Regions from separate parts of the Gossypium hirsutum genome. Here region 2 is linked to region 1. The links are chromatin contacts, called in public Hi-C maps. All regions are on one chromosome and are shown on one strand. The core of a region is the stretch at or near the end of the contact, and the rest is flanking DNA. Distances in the headings are between cores, read along the strand shown.

What was found. Hi-C and Micro-C count contacts between places; a contact is called where the count stands out from the background.
Region 2: a contact with region 1 is called in a Hi-C map of leaf, with 2.0 times the contacts expected there. The contact joins the promoter of LOC107954352 here to the promoter of LOC121203456 in region 1. A contact is called at or near these places in 2 of 34 Hi-C or Micro-C datasets (both in leaf).

Annotation. Positions count from the first base shown.
Region 1 is chrD07:17,606,950-17,612,833 of Gossypium_hirsutum_v2.1, forward strand. It overlaps LOC121203456 (NADPH-dependent diflavin oxidoreductase 1-like), which reads left to right and starts at 2,735. Exons shown (of 13, transcript XM_041097633.1): 1 at 2,735-3,064; 2 at 3,139-3,216; 3 at 3,332-3,436; 4 at 4,062-4,153; 5 at 4,917-5,101; 6 at 5,582-5,679. The coding sequence starts at 2,924.
Region 2 is chrD07:17,825,038-17,830,921 of Gossypium_hirsutum_v2.1, forward strand. LOC107954352 (zinc finger protein BALDIBIS) reads left to right here and starts at 3,553. Exons shown (of 3, transcript XM_016889886.2): 1 at 3,553-4,044; 2 at 4,128-4,524; 3 at 4,677-5,884. The coding sequence starts at 3,921. The coding sequence ends at 5,673.

The sequences.
Region 1 (5,884 bases), core at 1,485-3,984:
TTTGCTAACTGTCAACCCAAATGGCCAAATAGAATTCGGATTTTCGACCTTGAAGAAGAATGTTCGCCAACACAGATAGTTCACTGTGGACCTTGCTGGGATGCTGGATGCTCGCAAAGATAACTCGCGCAGAAAGCTCACTTGGAGGGCTCGCATAAGCCTCGCAGGAATAAGGTTGCAGGCTATGTTCGTAGAAGGGATCGCGAGCCCTATAAGAGACCCTCGCCTATAACTAGCAGGTATGAGGCTCGTTAGAGGAGTCAATCCCAGGATAAAAAAAGACCGCTTGCTCTGCAGACACACGTCCAACAAGCCAACAGAGGCCCAGTGAATGTCATCACCAAAGACAGTGAATGTCAATGCCATCAGTCCCAAGACTAAGACAAAATAATGAGCCCTATTGTGAGTTGTAATAGTAGCAGTAGAAACATGTATAAATACCCCATGCATTCCCCTTAATATGATACGAGAAGAATATTACTCAACAGTATTATAGTTAAATTATCATTTTGGTGCCTATATTAATTTTTAACACTTTGGCCTTTGTAATTTTTGCTATTAACTTTAGCCTTTGTATTTTATTTTTGATATATAAAATAAGGGTAAACCATATAAATGGTCATCCGACTATTAAAAAATTTCTTGTTAAAAAATTCGAATTAAAAAAATTACAAAATAATTATTTGACTTATCAATTTATTTTTGGGCAAATTACACATAAAAGCCCTATTTTTTAAAAATTTACCGAAATGGGCGTGGTATTTTATTATTTACTGGAATGGGTCATTTTCCCCGAAATCGCGTCCACATCAGCGCGATTACTTACGTGGCAACAAATCGCGTCCACATAAGCGCGATTTGCTGACGTGGAAGCAATAATTCATGAACAGTTTATGTTTTTTAGCTTGGAAAACTTTGAAAGGCCATAACTTTTGGCTCGATTGTCCGATTGAGACGATTTTTTTTATTTCGAATAACTTTCGAGATCTACGCGCTGGCAAATTGCCGGTAGTTTTCATCGAAAAAAATTCTTTTTGCCTCTAAATTTTGATTTTTTCGGTTTAAAATTGAATTTTGAAACATTCAAATCATTATTTTCCTTATTTATTTGAAGTAAACACCGGATTCTTTTACAGAATTGTTGTATTATTTTTTCTGATTTGACACGTGTATGGAATAGGTCCGATAAATCATTAGAACGTAAGTAATATAATTAAGATAAAAACAATGTTTTTATAATATGTCAATTAATTAGTTTAGTTTAGTTGGTTTAGATGCTTGCTCTTTTCCCTTAGTACCTTGGTTTGAATCTTCTTGCCAATTAATTAGTTGCAACTTGCGCTAACGTGGACGCGATTTCCTGGCGCGTACCCTGGCATCGCGCTGACGTGGACGCGATTTCGCGGAAAATGGACCATTCCGGTAAATAATTAAAAATTGGCCCATTTCGGTAATTAAAAAAAAAAGACTTTTATTGGTAAATTGCCCTTCATTTTTTTAGTCTAAAACCGTTAAAACACTAACGGTAGACTACTGTGGCAGTTAACTTAATGACATGTATTTTTTTTTCTATTATTTTTTTCCCATAATTTTCATGTAATTTTATAATTAAAAAAAACTATTTTTAACCCCAAAACGGTGTTTTAAAACTCTTTGATTGTTGTTCATTATAACAGCAGAAACAGTGAACTAACTCTAATGAAAATTTGAAAATTAACTGAATCAAACAACATTAGATAATTACAAGCTTGCCACCCATCCATCATTTATAATATTAAAAGTTAAAAAAATGGGGAAATAGTGTAATTTGATTATTTTTAGTTACTGATTCAAGAATAGGTCATCGATCCCCAAAAAAATGAGACCGGGTTGGGTCACGATTCATAGTCCAGCTCCAGCTTTGGCGCGATATATCTTGCCAAAAATGTGGAGAGCGGCGACAAATGCAATAAAACAAAGAGTCATGATTAGGACAACGGTAGGGGAGATCTTCAAGCCTGGAGCATCGTCTGTGTAGAACCAGAGCATGTTGCTTCCAAAATCGGAGCCGGCGGAAGGCGGGGCAGAGGTGGTAGCGCCTCCCATAACCCTGCAGCAATGCATTCTTTTCCCCTTTATTCTTCAGGGCTTTAAAGCACCTAAAACTTATCAAAACGGTACCATTTTGGGTTTATTTTTTATTTTATTTTAACGGTTTTGGACTAAAAAGATAAATTGATAAGTTAGGCGACTTGACTAGAGGTGTCCATGGGCCGGGTCGGGCCCAAAAAAATTCAGCTCGCATCCTAGGCCCTGGCCCGACCCAAAATATCGGCTTGAAATTTTGTCCAGGCCCGGCTCGGGAAAAAAATTCTAAGCCCGAGACTGGCCCATTTTTTAATAAACACCAAAAAATTATTTTAAAAATAATAAATAAAAAAGTATTTTAAAAATATTTTAAAAATAAAAAATAAAAAAAATTTATTATATATTCGGGCCGGGCTGGGTCGGGCAAAAAAGTGGTGCCCGAGGCCCGACCTGTTTTCTAAACGGGCCTCTTTTTTTACCCAAACCCATATTTCGGGCCTATATTTTTACTCGAATCCTCCCATATTTCGGACGGGTCATCGGGCTGGGCCCGGTCGCCCGGCCCATGGACACCTCTAGACTTGACAATAAAATTTCTAATAATCAGATGACTGTTTATGTAATTTACATTAAAATAAAAATAGAGATTAAAAGAAATAGCACAAGTACCAAAGTCACGGTACGGGCCAAAAGAGTTTAAGCAGAGAATTAAGGGTTCTGAAGGCATCTGGACGTAACCTCTAACTTAACCCGACCCGCGATCACTTTTTCCGCGAACCTTATTTCTACAGATTCTTGAATCTTCCGTCGATTCCGATTAACCCTAGAAGGAGCACTTTATTCTCCAAGTTTAGCAATGGAGATGAAGACGAAGACACTACTCATACTATACGCAACTCAGACGGGAAACGCATTAGATGTAGCCGAGCGTATTGCACGAGAAGCTGAGCGAAGAGCCTGCACCGTCGTTATTAGTTCAACCGACGATTATGATGCTGTAATTTATCTCTTCCTTTTTCTTTTTCCATTTAAAAATATTTTCTGAGTAACTTACTTGATACTGTTTTGCAGAATTCGTTGCCTGCTGAAGACACTGTCATTTTTGTTGTTTCTACCACAGGCCAAGGGGATACTCCAGATTCTATGAAGGCAAGGCTAACCCTATTTTTTTTCTTCAAATATCCTATTTTTGTTCCTAGTATGCCTCAAATTTATTGTTTTCGCTTTCCTAATCTTTTATATACATACATTTATTATATTGCAGGTATTTTGGAGGTTTCTTCTGCAAAGAAATCTTGGCAGCCATTGGTTGGAAGGAATTCACTATGCAGTGTTTGGATTAGGAGATTCAGGGTACCAAAAATATAATGTAATGGTTTTCTACAGTTGATTTTATTGCATTTTTAAATTCATATCTACTGTTTTTCACACAACATTTATTTATATTATATTTTGTTTTTATTCTTCATTTTTTGTGGCTTATATCAGTGCTGTTAATGTTCCTCATCTTTGAGTACAATGTTTGAGGAGCCCAATGACTTCATATACTCTTGATGACATTATGATTATTATCAAATGCCTATTTTCAATGCGGATCACTATTATCCATATTGCTTCATGAAGGCCACTAATTCCAATGTCCCGAGACATCTTCACATTGAAGGAAAAATAGGGAAACAGGGGAGGCCACTCTAGAAACATGCGTTAATGTCTCGAGACACATTATGGGATTTTGATTTTTAGAGTTGGATTCAAATCAGGACTCCGCATTCGACCTCGTATAGCCCCGGGGTTTAATTAATGAGATTGTTATACATTTGTAAGGCATGATTACATTCGTGATTGATATTAATTTGATTTAAGCCATAAGCTATGAATACGGTGGCTTTCTATGGGTTTCTTGTTTCTATTAAATTGCTTGGCATGTAGTTTGATTGACGCTGTTCCTGGTGCATAATTAGAGCGAAACTTAATTTGGCATGTGGTGGCTGCAGTTTGTTGCAAAGAAGCTTGATAAAAGACTTTCAGACCTTGGGGCTACAGCTGTTGTTGAGAGAGGTTTGGGAGATGATCAGCATCCTTCAGGGTATTATAGTCGAGTACTTTTAAGAAGAATGTCATTTAACTTGGTCTGATAGCAGTTTCTTCTACAATATTCTTCTTATTTCTGCTTTCTCTAAATGATTCACTGTTGAATCAAAACCTGTTAGAAGTTAGAACATGCTGCAAAAACCATACAGACATCAAGTGAATAAAGTCCTGTGGAAACAAAATGTTGGGGAGTGTGCATGATAATCTAGATTTTAGAGAGATTTAAGTGATTTATAGATGATATTTAAAGAGAGATGTAAGCGTCCATTGGTGAATGGTTACATTCTTGGAAAGCATCACCTTTACTGCCGAGAGTGGATAGTTTACATCAACACTGGTATTCTGAAAAGTATTAAAAGCTTTAGAAGCTATGTACTGTCATTTAGAGCTAATTGGATATGGATTAAAAGCATAGGGTAGCTTTGAGGAACCTTGTGGCTTATGTCACACAAACTTTGTACTTCATGGTTAAGAAATATCTCTATGCCACAAATGCATTCCAAGATCATCCAAGTTGAAATAAGACATGAACCTTTGTTGTTACTGGTAAAAGTGCCAAATAGACTTAAGAATCATTTAGATTGAATTGCAAGAGATATGGATTTCTTCTTCACCCACCAAAATACAGGATAGTTTTTCTTTTTTTAAAAAATTGGAACTTTAATGATGCTTATTTTTAAATGTGAGTTAAAATGAAACTCAACTAGGATAATATATTTTCCTTCTAATTTATAAAATGTTAATTGATATTTGCACAGGTATGAAGCTGCTTTGGATCCTTGGTTATCATCATTGTGGAGTAGGTTAAATGAGATCAAGCCCCATTTCTTTCCAAAAGGTCCAGATTTTTTGGTTCCAAATGAGGAATTAATTGGCCTACCGAAAGTTCAAGTCACTTATCATAATGTCAATGACATGGATTCCCGATTATCAACTGCAACAGGTAACTCGAAAAGAAAAGAAAAAAGTAGAAGGGTATTGAGCTAGGGGATGCTAAAAATCAGAACAGGCTAATACCAAATTGTTGTTTAAGTAGTCATATTGCAATTGAATCGTCAAGATGTGTAACATGGGGGAAAAGAAAATAACAACACTATTGTCCATTGACTCTAGATGATTAGTTTGGTTTGAATTGTTTTCTCTTTCAGGGGGTGAAAAAAGAAAAAGAAAAATCAAGCAAAGCAAAGCTAAAAATCTGAACTTTCCCCTTCTCAGTCTTCTCACTGACAGAGAAAGATTAAGCTGAAAAGATGTTTTTCTTTTGAAGGTTTTTCCCCCTTGTTATTCAGTTTCAACCAATGTCCTCTCTGACTGAAACCTTTGTGCACTTGGTTGATTCCTAGATATAGTTATGTCATCTTCTTTTCTCTTTTCTGTTTTTGTCTCTCCTCTGATAACATGCTCTTGTCTTGTACTTTCTCAGATTTTAAATACCTTCAGATGCAAATTGGGAGGGCTCGTTCAATGTCTTCCGGAAAAGTTCCTCATGAGAAGAGCAAGCCTGATGCCTTTCTCAAAATGGTAGTAGTATATTTTCTATGTTATGATAAAATCTATGTTATTTAATTCAATGTTCTTCATTTTAAATTCATATTTCGTGACCATCTTGTTCAATCCTCTGTCTTGCCCATTTGGTATTATACTAAACGATGGCACAGTTTTCACATGGAGTCATATTTATCCACTGTTTACTGATTGTTAAAACCTTTTTGGCAGTTGCTTCCCA
Region 2 (5,884 bases), core at 2,303-4,802, 220 kb after region 1:
GGCTTATACTAACAAGCACATAATTGTAACCTTTGGGTTTATACAAAACAAGCATATAATTGTAATCTTTGGGTTTTTTTCCATAATTTTTAATATGTCTCATCTGCATGGTTGAAAACCCTGAACATAAGATCAACTACTCATGTTTATAGATATATTCATTTTTAGTGTCACTGGTTACTATAAGTAAATAAAAGAGGCGATAACAAATTGCCCTAAGGACACCTTACTCCATGCATAAATGTCAATAGAAAATGTGTCAGCTTGCCCCAAAGGATACCTTCCCATAATACTTTTATTAACGGGTGTACATGAATGCTCATCACAAGACAAATACAACATTAACATATATACATTGTGCATACCATCCATTTTGTATATTTGTATAGATGTTGATTCAATAGGAATCTATCAAATTGATGGATTTCTGACTAGTAACACTTGAGGGAAATTGTTTACAATATAATATATCCTTTTCCTATTCCCTAGAATTTGTAGATATGAAGAAATAAATAGTAAAATGTGAACTCATAAAGAGGTTTTCATTAAAAACCAAAGATTACAATATTTACTAAACATGTGATGTGGGAAAATAGGTGTACACAGCTTACACATAATTGTGAGAAAATATTACAATTTCTTTGTGCACTTACGCTGTAACCTTCTTAATTGTGGTGGCATAGATGATGCAACGACCATACTTATATTGTTATATTAGCAACTTGGATGAATCAGTATCGGTAGATCTTTTTAGTTGATTTATATAAATTATTTACTTTTACCTATAAAATTTTAATTATATTAATATTAAGTAATTATATTGGTTTAGGGTTTAGGTGATGTCAAATTTTGCTATCTTAATGAACATATTTTTAGATGTCCATCATACATGATGTATAAGTAGTTGAAATTAACCTTAAGAAGTTTCTAAGTTTATTTAATCAAAAGCCATAATTACATTTAATAGTTGTGAAAAAGGGTTACACAACAAGAAAAATTTTCATCATTTCTAGTTTGGTTGGTGCATAAGATTTTCATCCATTACCTGGGAAAATCTAGGATCGACCTTTACATTTGTAAAGTTAGGTCCATCATCAGGACTATTAGGTACGATATCTAGAGCATCTTCAACAGGAATGCCTCTGTCGCGCCCTACACCTTGGCCTTAACCTCCTCCTCTACCTCAAGCCCAACCTTTTCCTTGACCATGGCCATTTTGCTCAATACCAACACCTTCATCCATGGGTACACCTTCGCCGCAATACAGTTGTAGATTCCTCTTACCTCTTCCAACATTCAAAAACTAGACGATCATTTTGAAGTAACGGAGCCTTTCCCTACCAATACATGTATGTTTTACTGTTGGCCCTACACCATTCCATGTATATTTTGAAAGCTACAAAATTTTCATCCTCGATCAATGCAACTTATAGATGATGTTGAAGATGATATCTCTAATGTCACACATGTTGTACAAAGTGACCTAATTATGCTATCGACGAAACGCAAATAAATGTTATGATATACATCCATATTATTTGGGTCTATCAAAATTCGAAGAACCATCCCGAACTATCATAAAACTTGATTTAGTTGATGTCATTTAATGCAAGAAAAACAAATTATGGGGGCACAGATGATGAAAACATGCTTTGTGCACATGTGCCTTTGTCGAAATTATTGTTGCAATCTCTTCTACTTGGTATGACATCTACATAAACTGCAATCAGAAAGAGACAATGAATTAAATTTCCACTATGAGGTGATATTTAATTAAATTAAAATTCAATTACGCCTCATATTGACACCAAATCATCCTTCTAGTATGTGATATGGTCACGATGCTTGGACCACCTAAAAAATCATAAAATGTTAGTACAAATATAAAATATTTAGAAAGTAATTAATTTTACGGTTTAATGTTTACATTTTTTACTATAAGGAAATTGAGAGGTTTAGAGGGTATAGGCACAATACATTAGAGTCAATACCACCCTTACAACTGTAAAATCATAAGGCAGTCATTCACTTTCTTGTTCCCTACTCTACATCCCTTTGCACAATGCCTTGAATAAGCAAGACAAAATTGTAGAGCACCAACTATATGTACCATTTGTTCAAGAATTAGATGACAACGAGAGTGGCACAGTATAAACTAAGCTGCCAGCCTTTTTTAGCATCAAAACGCCTTCGATTAACCAAGAATGTATGCTCAAGAATAACAATCAATATCAATGGGTGTTAGATTCTTATGGAGATGATTGAATCACCTCTTCAATTCTAGTCTAACTTTACATGATTCCTATTAAAATAAGATGAAAGGTTGATACCTATTCTGAAAGCGTCATAAAGGATTTGCCCTAGACTATGCTCGAATTTTCCTATTATAAGATGTTTGTCTACCAGAAGCCCCATCAACAACGTTATATCTTCTAGCATTATTGGCGCTTTGCTGTATGAGAGATAAAACATAGATATGAGTGACAGAACGTAAATAACTCTCCCAATTTGGCTTAAGTGGAAGAAACATGTGTCTCTTAATTGATGAATGATTCTGTTGTCAGGCAAACCTATACTCGTATTATCGCGAAGCCAAGCCACAAGATAATATTGAAGTGTCATTATACTCCGACCAACATGCCCTTCTTAGGATCTCAATAAGTTGCAACCATTATAGAGCAATTGATAATTGTAATTTAGAGGTACTTAGTTGTGTAAAGGGAAGGTAGAATATAGAATATGTTTTGTTCTGTTTTACCGTGCAAAATTAACAAGTTTAATTACCTATATTTATAGTTTCTGAAGTCATGGTTATGCTACGATTTTAAGTGAAAGTCAACACCCACACGTGTTAACTTCAACTTATATTTAATTAAAAATTTATTAAGATTACATTATCTATTTTTTGTAAAGTAATAACGAAGTGGACATCACTAAATGTCAAGTTTATGACTTAGGTTTGTCTGCAACTGTTTCAAAATTTATTTTAAATGGTTACCATTTAATTTTAAAATTTCTCTCATGAACTTACACCAACTAGTGTTGAGGTATAATAATCATAACATAATAGTTAACTCTTATTTCAAAAGCATACAAAAAAAACTTGAAAGAATTGTTAAGAATCCTTAACACCTAATAAATATAGAAATACTCCTAAAGAAACATATTCTAATAAATTTCCCTCAAAGATATACAAATCGTTAATGATATAGCACAAGAAAAATGTTACGAAAAGAAAATTTATAATTAAAAAAAAAAGACGGTTACTTTACATCATGTCAGTGACTATTATATAATTATTTTTTAAAAAGGTAAGTGTTTATTATAAACTATTTAATGAAATATATACTTGGGGTGAATTTACAGTCTTCTTACAATTTTTCCTTTTTTGTTTTGTTCAGATCCCTACCTACTTTTTTTTATAATTTCACCTCATCTGACCTTTTTGCATGATCTCTCTCACATGTAGCATTTTAAAACGATTGCAAATAAAATAATAATTATATATCAGAATTACTTATATATAAAGGTGGTCCTGCTGAGTCTATGGCTGACTGACTTCGAGAGAGCTCGTGTAAGATAAGCAGATAAAAAAAAATATTCCCTCCAGCTACCTTTCTTTTTGGTTTTTTCTTTGGGTTAATTTTAAGCCAAAACTGAACAACCTCTTCAACCAAACCCCATATTCATATACATATATATAGTTTCACTGAGTTAGAAAAAGTTCAAAAATCAATCTTTCCCTTCTTTCAGAATCCAAAAGGAAAAACCCATAGAGATAGAGATCTGTTGGGTTGTGTTTTGCTTTGTAGCAAATTAAGCTTCTTCTATTTTCTAGTACAAACTAAATCACCAGGTTTGAAGCAGTAGTTTAGTTTAGGTTTCACGAAGCTGCTTCCATTCATCAAAGTATATCAGAAATGTTGTCTCAAGATGGGCTTTCGATTCCCTCAACTGTCAAAGGTTTAGCTCAAGCTCAACAGCCAAATCCAAACCCTAACCCTAATCCAGTGAAGAAGAAAAGAAATTTTCCTGGAACACCAGGCAAGTTTATGTAATATCAAGTTATCACTATTATTAACTTTTAGAAGTGTATTTTCTTGATGGATTTTTGTTGAATTAAGCAGATCCAGATGCAGAGGTTATAGCTTTGTCCCCAAAATCTCTCATGGCGACCAACAGATTCCTCTGTGAAATTTGCAACAAAGGTTTCCAAAGGGACCAGAATTTACAACTCCATAGGAGAGGTCACAATCTGCCATGGAAGCTGAAGCAAAGAACAAACAAAGAAGTTAGAAAGAAAGTTTACATCTGCCCTGAAAAGACCTGCGTTCACCATGACCCATCCAGAGCTCTAGGAGACCTCACTGGCATCAAGAAGCACTTCAGCCGGAAACACGGCGAGAAGAAATGGAAGTGTGAGAAATGTTCCAAGAAATACGCAGTTCAGTCGGACTGGAAAGCTCACAGTAAGATTTGTGGCACTCGAGAGTATAGATGTGACTGTGGAACTCTCTTTTCCAGGTAACTCCAAATGCTTATATATAGTTTATGGGGAATTTCGTATGATAATTAGTTTGTTGAAGTATTTAATGAGGTCTGACCCTAAAATGGCTGCTCTTAATTAACGATTCGACAAGGGTTTTTATTAGTTGCTTTCTTTTTATATCATACAGGAAGGACAGCTTCATAACTCATAGAGCTTTCTGCGATGCTTTAGCTGAAGAAAGTGCGAGATTCACCTCGGTTTCAACGAATGTTAACCCAGCGGCAGCATCCTTTAGAAATGATTTGATACATGGGGCCAATAACAATGGGATGCACCAATTTTCATCAGGGTTTAGGCCAGAGTTCGGTGGTTTAGAGCTAGTCGACAACCTCAACTCAAATGGGCAAAAGCCAAGGCTACAGTTATGGCTTGACGAAGCTAATTCTCAAGTTAACCCATTTGGTATCCCCAGTAATGCAAACGCTTTCTTAGCACCAAAATCTACAAGCTTTCCTGACTTGGGAATGGCACCAATGAACATGTTTGGATCACTGACTACACAATGGCTCGGCAAGTACCCAGAAGATGCATCATTTGCAGGTGCAAACCTCAACATGTCAGCATTGCGACATGGACCAAAACAAGAAGAAGAGAACAAGGGAGATTTGTCTGAATCCATAACATCTTTGTATTCCAACAATAGTCTCCAACAACAAAACTACACTCACATGTCAGCCACTGCACTCTTGCAAAAAGCAGCCCAGATGGGATCTACAAGAAACAACCCAGCAATTAATAACAGTGGCTTTGGGTTAATGAGCTCCAACACTTACGACCAAAACAAGAACCATGTTTACAAGCTATTCAAGCGAGCAAACGACCAATCTGACAACATAAACGAATTAGTGAGTTCACTGTCCTCAAATCAAGCAACCATTGTGAAAGACGGGTCTGCATTAGATGATTTAAAGTCGAGCTCATTTGTTAGAAACGCCAGCAGCAAAGGAAAACAAGGTGGCCAAGCGGTTGTACTTGCATCGAAGCTGAATAACACAAATTCAAATGAAGTTGAATTGAGCTTAACCAGGGATTTTCTTGGTGTGGGAGGTGAATCAAGCAGACCGTTGTTGCAACAAGGGCTAGCCAAGTTTGCTTCAATGGGTTCCATTCACCCATGGAGTTGATTTAGAGTAGTGGACACTCACACCATGTAAATCAAACAACGAGTCATGGACTGGGAAATGGAGTCTTGTGAAAGGTGATGGGGGGCCACTGACTGCGGTGGTGGAAGAGACTGAAGAGAAAAAGAGACTTGGCAGTGGTTTGGGCCCTCCATGCACGTAGATTTTTCACCGTTTTTATTACTACTATAGTTCCTGTGTTTTTTTCTTTCAA